Linked DNA regions of Mus musculus: regions 1 and 2 are each linked to region 3. A link is a contact called in public Hi-C and promoter capture Hi-C data. All regions are on one chromosome and are shown on one strand. Each heading gives the region's core, a stretch centred on a gene start, on an enhancer-like site or on the middle of the called end of the contact. The rest is flanking DNA. Distances are from core to core; before and after follow the strand shown. Region 1 holds the start of Gatad2a (GATA zinc finger domain containing 2A). Region 2 holds the start of Pbx4 (pre B cell leukemia homeobox 4). Region 3 holds the start of Fkbp8 (FK506 binding protein 8).

The links. Promoter capture Hi-C pulls out the DNA fragments that hold promoters and counts their contacts. Hi-C and Micro-C count contacts between places; a contact is called where the count stands out from the background.
Region 1: a contact with region 3 is called in a promoter capture Hi-C map of pre-B cells, with 3 times the contacts expected there. The contact joins the promoter of Gatad2a here to the promoter of Fkbp8 in region 3. A contact is called at or near these places in 1 of 39 promoter capture datasets (pre-B cells), 3 of 115 datasets of contacts at active chromatin or transcription factors (astrocytes, effector CD8 T cells and neural tube) and 3 of 9 other capture datasets (adipose tissue, liver and macrophages).
Region 2: a Hi-C map of CD4 T cells shows a contact between it and region 3, with 3 times the contacts expected there. The contact joins the promoter of Pbx4 here to the promoter of Fkbp8 in region 3. A contact is called at or near these places in 1 of 39 promoter capture datasets (pre-B cells), 1 of 484 Hi-C or Micro-C datasets (CD4 T cells) and 2 of 115 datasets of contacts at active chromatin or transcription factors (astrocytes and epiblast stem cells).

Annotation. Positions count from the first base shown.
Region 1 is chr8:69,973,046-69,975,868 of GRCm38.p6, forward strand. Gatad2a (GATA zinc finger domain containing 2A) reads right to left here and starts at 1,338. Exons shown (of 13, transcript NM_001113346.1): 1 at 1,045-1,338.
Region 2 is chr8:69,831,357-69,834,056 of GRCm38.p6, forward strand. It overlaps Pbx4 (pre B cell leukemia homeobox 4), which reads left to right and starts at 1,268. Exons shown (of 8, transcript NM_001024954.2): 1 at 1,268-1,495. The coding sequence starts at 1,353.
Region 3 is chr8:70,526,339-70,529,086 of GRCm38.p6, forward strand. Fkbp8 (FK506 binding protein 8) reads left to right here and starts at 1,405. Exons shown (of 9, transcript NM_001111066.1): 1 at 1,405-1,498.

The DNA.
Region 1 (2,823 bases), core at 88-2,587, 550 kb before region 3:
TAGGATGAGAAGAACAAGAGGGAGACTCAGGCTCAGTATACAGATTACATCCACAACAGGTATCTATCGCTTTGTGAATGGACACACACATTAACAGGGACGTGGGAGTGCTGCATACTCCAAGAAGATAAAAAGAAGTTAATGCTGTCAAGAAAATGTAAGGCTCAGGAGACTCACCAGGACTTTGTCCTAAAGAATCCAAAGCCACAAGATAAGAGTGAACTACCTGAAGTGAGTCAGGTAGGTAGAACTTGCAGCCTCTGCTAAAACTGCAGGGGCGGGAAGGAAAAACAAAACATTCTGCCATACAGGTCTTAATGAGGGGTCCCCATTCATTTCAGGGTTCCGGAGAGCGCAGTCCGGCTGCGGCTGAGGCCTGCCCAGAAGCCTTTCCTTGTTGAAGTGATCAATTCCGATTCTTGGCATTAATCCCTTTAAAAGGCCAGCTGCTGCTGTCTAGTCACTGATGCCAACCCGTTCCAGGTGGAAGAAAAAAGAAATTATTGGAGCCACATCGTACACCCGGAGGCAAATTTAAAGTGGAGGGCCATGAGGAAAACAGGAACCAAGAGAGGGGGAAGGGTCCCATGGCTCCCCAGGGTCAAGCAGGAAGGGCGCGAGCCCAAGCAGGACGGTGGGGGGGGGGGGGGACCGGCCCTGCAGGCGTGGGCGCGCAGGGACTCTTATTCTGACACGGGATCCTCCGCCGCCTCCGCCGCCGCCGTCGCCGCCGAATTTAACGCCGCCGCCGGGCTCGGACCCCCGACCCTCCCGTGGACTCTCACCCCACGCCACTCGTCCACGTGCTGTGTGCCCGCCGCCCCCCTTGGGGCGGCCTCCCAGCCTGAAAAGCTCAGGAGGGAGTGAGGCGACTCGGCCACTTCCCGGCTCCGGGGACCAGGGACCCCAGCCCCACGTGCGAGGGCGGTGGGGAACTTTCCAGCGGCGCAGGCGAAGCGAACCGCAGCGCAGCAAACCGAATACGACCGCGCTCCCACTTTCCCGCGCCCCCGCCCCGCCTTGCCAAGTTTGCTAGGAACTTACCCGGCCGCGCGCCGACCGGGCCCAGGGGCAGCGCGCGTGTCCACAGGGCTGGGGGCGGGGGGCGCCGGCCGCGCGTGCTCGCTGCGCCTGAGGGGCCGCCCGGGCCCGCGGCGCTCGCTCCGCCGCTCCGCCCGCCCGCGCCGCCGGCCAGATAATGCGCCCCTCGGCCGCACACATGGAGCCCGGCGCCGGCGTCACCGCCCGGGACATGCGCACCAGGTCAGCGCGCCCGGCCCGCGGCCCCCAAAACACCGGGGAGCTCTTAAAGGCGACGCCACCCGCCCGCACCCGGATGGGCGGGGTCGGGAAGGGAGGGGCTCCCTGTGGGCGTGGTCTTATGTGGGCGTGGTTCCCTGGAGGCGAGGCTGGGCGGGCCTACCCGGAAGCACCGCCCTCCCAGCCCCAAAGACTGGCGACGCTGCGCTAAGCGACTGGGTTTCCCACTTGGGCTGCTAAGCGCCCCTCAGCCATGGCCAGCTTAGTGCACAGAGCTCGGCCGCGCCCAGGGCTGACTCACGCTGACCTCGCCCGAGCCCTGCACGGCCACCTCTTGTAACTCTGAGACGCGCCCGGGGCCTCGCAAAGCTTCCTCTCAGGAACTTCGGTGTTGACCTCCAGTGAGAAGGTGCGATCGGCTGAGCGGTCACCCCTCTCCCCCGGACCGCAGACAGTTCAACCTACCCACCAAGCCAATCCACCTGCAGAGAACGAGGTGGACGGCTGTCTCCTTCCAGTAATCCACATCTAGCCTGTGCCTCTGGAGAAGAAGGAATCCCCAAGAAAACAAACCTGCGCCCAACCCTCTCTGGTAACACCAAGGAGACAATAATAGCCAGAAAGGAAGCAAGTTTGGGGAGATTATGAAGCATCTGAAGCCAATTTACAATTTCAACAGGGAAAAGTACAAAGTTCATAGAAAACCTATTCCAGGACAGCGACATGGCTCAGTGGTTTAAAGAGGCTTGCCACCAAACATAATGACCTGAGTTCCATCCGCACAAGTTGTCCTCAGACACAAACACACGCTCATAAATAAAATATGTTAATTTAAAAAACACATCTGGAGTCATGGCTCAGCAATTAAAGGTACTGGCTGCTCTTGCAGAAGACCCAAGCACCCACATGGTGGCTTACAACCTACCATAACTCCGGTTCTAGGGTATTTATGCCTTCTGTCCTCATCATACAGAAACACGTCATAAAGAAATCTTATGAAGACAAAGCCCAGGGCTAAAGAGTTAGCTCAGTGGTTAAGGGCACTTCTTGTTGTGGAAGACCTGGGTTCTATTCCCAGCACCCACATGGAGGCTCTCCTCCTCAGGCAACAAGTACACATGTGGTACACAGATGCACATGCAGGCAAAACACTCATGACACATCAGTTTCTTTTAATATATATATATATAAGGGTTGGAGAGATGGCTCAGTGGTTAAGAGCACCAACTGCTCTTCTGGAGGTCCTGAGTTCAAATCCCAGCAATCACATGGTGGCTCACAACTATCTGTAATGAGATGCCCTCTTCTGGTATGTCTAAAGACAGCTACAGTGTACTCACATATAATAAATAAATCTTTAAAAAAAGAAAAAGAAAGAAAAGGAAATGAAATAAAGAAAATGAAGCCTCAAGGTAGGTGGATGAGTTCGTGGCCAGTCTGTACTATGGCTAAGACTACAGAGAAACTCTGTCTTGAGAGGAAAAAATGAAAAAGAAAAAAGAAAGTCTAGTGTCACAAAGCAGTTGTTAATATCAGAATCACTGAAACAGACTCCTGCCATGT
Region 2 (2,700 bases), core at 18-2,517, 700 kb before region 3:
GAAGAGCAGTCGGGTGCTCTTACCCACTGAGCCATCTCACCAGCCCAGAAGAATTCTGAGGAGTCATAGAGTGGAGGACCCTGAGGGCTGCTGGGAGAACCCCAGGGCGGGGGGTGGGAGGGACTGTGAAAAGGACCAGAAATTTTGCGGAGCCTGGGACTCAGGTGTGAGAGGCCTTGAGGAAGAGGCAGGACTGGGGAGTGGGAATTCTGAGGAGCTGTGGGGAGCTATGAGGAGGAAGACCCACAGTTCTGAGGAAGTAGCCAGGGCAGTGAGGAGAGGGGAAGGCACTCTCAGTTACCAGTGAATTTGATATCAGTTTGAACTATATGAGGCACTGACTCAAGACGCTGAAAATTTAGGGTACAGATATAGTTAGGTTGGTAGGGTTTTGTCTGGTATGCTTGCTGCCCTGAATTCCATCCTCTTCACCACACAAACAGGGCCCTGTGGCACACAGCACTCATCCCAGCACTTAGGAGTTAGAGGTAGAAGAAAGTTCGAGATCATGCTCCAATCATAGCAAACTCGGGCAACCTTCATTACATAACAAACTTGAGGACAGCATGGGCAATAAGAGACTCTGTCTCAAGTTATTTTTGAAACAAGGTCTCTCTGTATAGCCCTGGCTGTCTGGAAACTATGTAGCCTAGGCTAGCCTAGAGCTCACAGAGATCCATCTCCCTGGTGTTGGGATTAAAGGCATGTGTCGCCTTGCCCACCCACAAATTTTTGAAATTTTTGAAAAATATGAAGATGGGGAGCAAACAGTGAGGATGCAAGCCTCTGAGGAAGTAAACTCAGATGTGAATGACTGTAAAGAACCCGGGCCCTGTGAAGAAGTGATAACCTAAACAGATCCAGGACTAAAGAGAAGGCAGAGGCACTGGAGTAAGCAAGGGACGAGGGCCTATGATGGGGAAGGTAGCCATAAAGTGCACCAGACTTAAGCAAATGCAGGCGGTAGTCGTTACCATGGCAACCCCAACCATGGGGTTCCTTTCTTACTGGCAGTTGAGAAAGGAAGTTTCTAGCTAGTCGCTGAGGAGGGGGAACAGTGCATGGTGCTGATTGGTGACGGCGCCCACAGGGGGCGTGTCCTGAGGGGTGGGAGGATCAGAAGAGAATTCCTGTTTCCTAGACAACCCTCAACCCTCAGCAGCCGTTGAGAAGCTGTTTGGGGCGCATCGCGAAGGAGAGGGTGATGCACGGCGAAGATAGATGAAAAGGGCGTTTTATTGGCTAGTGGACTTGAAGGAGGCGTGGTCCCTGGGTCTGCGGCGGTTGGCTGCTGCGCAAGCGCGAGAGCCCGGCGGGACCTGTCCCTCTGCGCTCGCTCGGGACTGTAGCCCATGGCCGCCCCTCTGCGTCCCGTGCCGCCACAGCCCGCCCCGCGCCGCCTGCCGACCACAGCTCCACTAGGCCATGACACGAGCGACGTCCTGCAGCAGATCATGGCCATCACCGACCAGAGCCTGGACGAGGCTCAGGCCAGGTGCGGCTCCCGGGCAGGAAGGGAAGGGGCGGAGGCGGGATGAGGATGGGACAGGTGCAGCTGAGCTTGGAGTGATGGACAGGCGGAGTGATCTTGGGCCAGAGGGAATGAAGGATACAAGAATTTGTCCTGGACTAAAGGGTGACTTCGTGAGGAAAGAGGGTATCAGAGTTATGGAGGTAAAAGCCCGGCCCTGGGAACAGGAGACATTGGAAGGGTTAAGTGATCTATTATTGGCGGACGCGTAGGGTTGGGGTAGGGCAAAGACCGCAAGTTTGCAAGTCACACAGTGGAAGAGAAGCTACTGAAGAGCCTGTACTAGAATGATCTGATACAGGATCCGTTGAGAACTTTCAGGAACGGATATGGGGAGCTGGGTGGACATAGAGGGCACCCGTCTTTTTATAGTTTTTATTTTCTCTTTGTGTGTATGTGTGTGTGCTCCCGACATGTGAGTAGAGATCTCCAGTTCTTTGGGAGTGTAGCGAGTACACTAAACCACTAAGCTCTCTCTCCAGTGTACCCACCCCCAACCTGGCAGGAGCTTTTATCACCAGGCTTGCTTCAAACTCATCATTTTTTTTAAAGAGTCAGTTATTTTATGTATATGAGTACACTGTAGCTGTCTTCAGACACACCAGAAGAGGGCATCAGATCCCATTACAGATGACTGTGAGCCACCAAGTGGTTGCTGGGAATTGAACTCAGGATCTCTGGAAGAGCAGTCAGTGCTCTTAACCACTGAGCCCTCTCTCCATCCCTCAAACTTATTAAAAGATAACCTTGGAAGGATCTTTGAGTTCGAGGCCAGCCTAGTCTGCAAAGCGAGTTCCAGGACAGCCAGGGCTACACAGAGAAACCCTGGCTAGAACCATCCAGAGACTCAAACAAACAAACAAACAAACAAAAGATAACCTTGAACTCCTGATCATGCAGTCTTTACCTTCAGAGTGCTGGGGTGAGAGTCATCCGCCACCCACTAACCACATCCCAAGGATTCCTTTTCTTTATATTTATTTGTCTGTTTGTTTGGGAGAGGACCTCATGTTTCCCAGGCTAGCCTGAAACTCTCCATACAACACATACAGTCCAGGATGATCTCCTGCCTCAGCCTCCCTGAGTGCATGTACCAGCACACCCAGCTCGTGTGATGCTCAGGCTGAACACAGGGCTTTGTGCATGCTAGGCCAGCACTCAGGGACCCA
Region 3 (2,748 bases), core at 155-2,654:
ATAATATATAGTTTTCCTTGCATGTAAAGAGATATTGAGGTCTACACTGCTTAACTGAGCTTCTGCCTAGCATGTGCAAAGGTCCCAGATCCAATTTCAAGTACTACAAGAACCAAAGAACAACAACAAAAAACAAACCCCACTGGGTTTCAGATGTAGCCAGGTTCAAAGCCCTCAGAACTGGAACAAGCCCATGGTTTCTTTGATATCAAGTGAAAGAATTACAGGATCATTCTTGAAAGGTGACAGCTCGGGAGAGTAGATAAGGTCCTTCAAATGAGAGGCCCTGCTTTCTCCCTGACACCTTAGCACCTTCTGGCAGAGTCTGCATGGACAGCAGGCAGTTACTGAAAACCTTGTATCTCAGGTGACTGCCCTTCAGCTTTCAGCTACTGTTCTTTTAGACAGTGCAATGTAGCCAAGCCGGGTCGTGAACTTCTGATCCTCAGTGCCCCACTTGTCAAGTACTGAGACAACAGGCAAGCACCCTGTCTGGCTTCCTGACCCCGTCTGTACCTTCAAGGTAACTTAGTAAGCAGTCACACAAGACCCCAGAACCTTGGGGCTGGAGAGATGGATGGCTCAGTGGTTTAGAGCACTGACTGCTCTTCCAGAGGTCCTTAAATTCAATTCCCAGCAACCACATGGTGGCTCACAATCATCTGTAATGGGATCTGATGCCCTCTTCTGGTGTGTCTAAAGACAGTGACAGTGTACTAATAAAATTAAATCAATAATTCTTTAAGACTCCAGAACCTCACAAGCAAGCTAAACACTTTGCTGTCAGCTTGGGCTTCATGGTCAGACCCTGGCTAACTAAAATACAATATAAAACATGAAACAAAAGAGAATGCTATAATAAAATAGTTGAGACGGGTGTGGTAGCACACACCTTTAATCCCAGGAGCAGATAGAGGCAGTATGATCTCCATGAGTTTAAGGCCAGCCTGGTCTGGTAAACGTGCTGCGTCCAGGACAGCCAAGCCTACACAGAGAGGCTTGCTCACCACGCCCCAGGAAAAGAGAGGGGCAGGGGAAGGAGGACATGAAATAAAGTATTAAGTAAAATTATGAAATATTATTGTTTTCCAAAGAGCCCCGAAAATGACCGCGCATGAGCTACAGTGTTTCTTGTTTATTTCTACCTCGTATGTAAGCAGGAGGAAGCCTGCCCCAGCATGAACTCAAATCAGGGCGTGCTGCTATCCTCTCCCACTGTGCGCCCAGTGCGTTCCCATCTCCCACTCCCAACAGCCCCTCCACCTAGAGGCTAGAGCCCCTTTAAGAAACGGCCAGCGGAGCTTACCAGGAAGGAGGTGGTGTCGAGGGCGCGAGACGGACGTGTGCACAAGCCAATAAACACGGCAGACGCGGTGTGAACAGCCAATGGGTGCGCGGGGGCGGGGCTGCGTATCTGAAGCTGTTTCCCGAGGCGCGGCGGCCGCGGCTGGGGGCGGGGAGGGGGCACAGGACCCCGAGCGGGGTCCCCGAGCCGCAGGCACGTGTGACGGGGCGTAGCGAGGAGGCCGAGGCTCCCGGGGCCAAGGCCTCCCGAGGCTGCGGGAGGCTGGGCCTCCCGGGGCGGTAGTGTCGACCGGGCGCGGGGCGGCGTTGGGGTGCGGGGCGCGCGGGGCATTGTGGGGGCTCGGGGCGGGAGGGTCTCCGGTCGGGGCCGGATCCCGGAAGGAGCCCCGCAGGTGAGGGTCGCAGGGCAGGGACGCAGGGCTCCGGGGCTTCCTGGGGCTTAAGGAGAGGGCCTGATAGGACGTAGGGTTCTACAGCTGGGTTGGGGGCCTCCGCAGAGAGGCCTGGGGCCAGCGAGATGGTGCAAGAGTCCATATTGGTGTTCCCACTACTCTTTCGCTTTTATTTAATTTGAGACTGGGTCTCCAGTATTCTAAGCTAGTCTTCAAGTGGGTGTGTAGCTCAGGCTGGCCTTGAACTCCTGGCCTTCCTGTCCGAAGAGCTGGATGACAGGCGTGCCTTGCCACACCTGGTTTACAGGGGTGCTAATTCTAAAGCGTCGTGCTTGCTAGGAGAACGCTCTTCCAACGAATTACAATCCTAGCTTATGCTTTCAATTTCTTGAGTCAGGATTTCATGTAACTCATGAATTCCATGGCCTCGAATACCTGGTCATCCTTCCTCCACCTCCCGATTGCTGGAATGAAAGGCATTTGCTGATACATGGTTTCTGCAGCGTTGGGGTTAGAACCCCGGGTCTTGTGCTTGGTAGACAAGTGCCCTGTTGCCTGAGCTATCTCCCCAGTGCCCTACTACGATTAAAAGCTGGAAGCAGACTTGGTGATAGAGGCAGGTTGGAGCCATCGTCTCTGTTGTTGGGAGATTCAGCAAGAGACATTAAGTTTCTAGCACCAATCCTTTATTGCTGGATCCTTTAGCAGAGAAGGTGGCCAGAGTCAGGAACCTCTACTAAAAGTTCACCTTTTTCAAATGAATAAGTTATAAAACTTATAAAGATTGCTGTCCCAAGGCCTCAGTGACAGTCCCCACTGCCTCAATTACCCCAACACCCTTTTCTTGACATTCAGCTCAATAACTTTCGATCTTGACCCTCTTGTTAATTGGCTTGTTTTCTGACTTTGGCTAAGTGGCTTTGTCTTTTTTTTTTTTTTTTTTTTGGTGGTTTATCGAGACAGGGTTTCTCTGTATAGTCCTGGCTGTCCTGGAACTCACTTTGTAGACCTTGAACTCAGAAATCCACCTGCCTCTGCCTCCTGAGTGCTG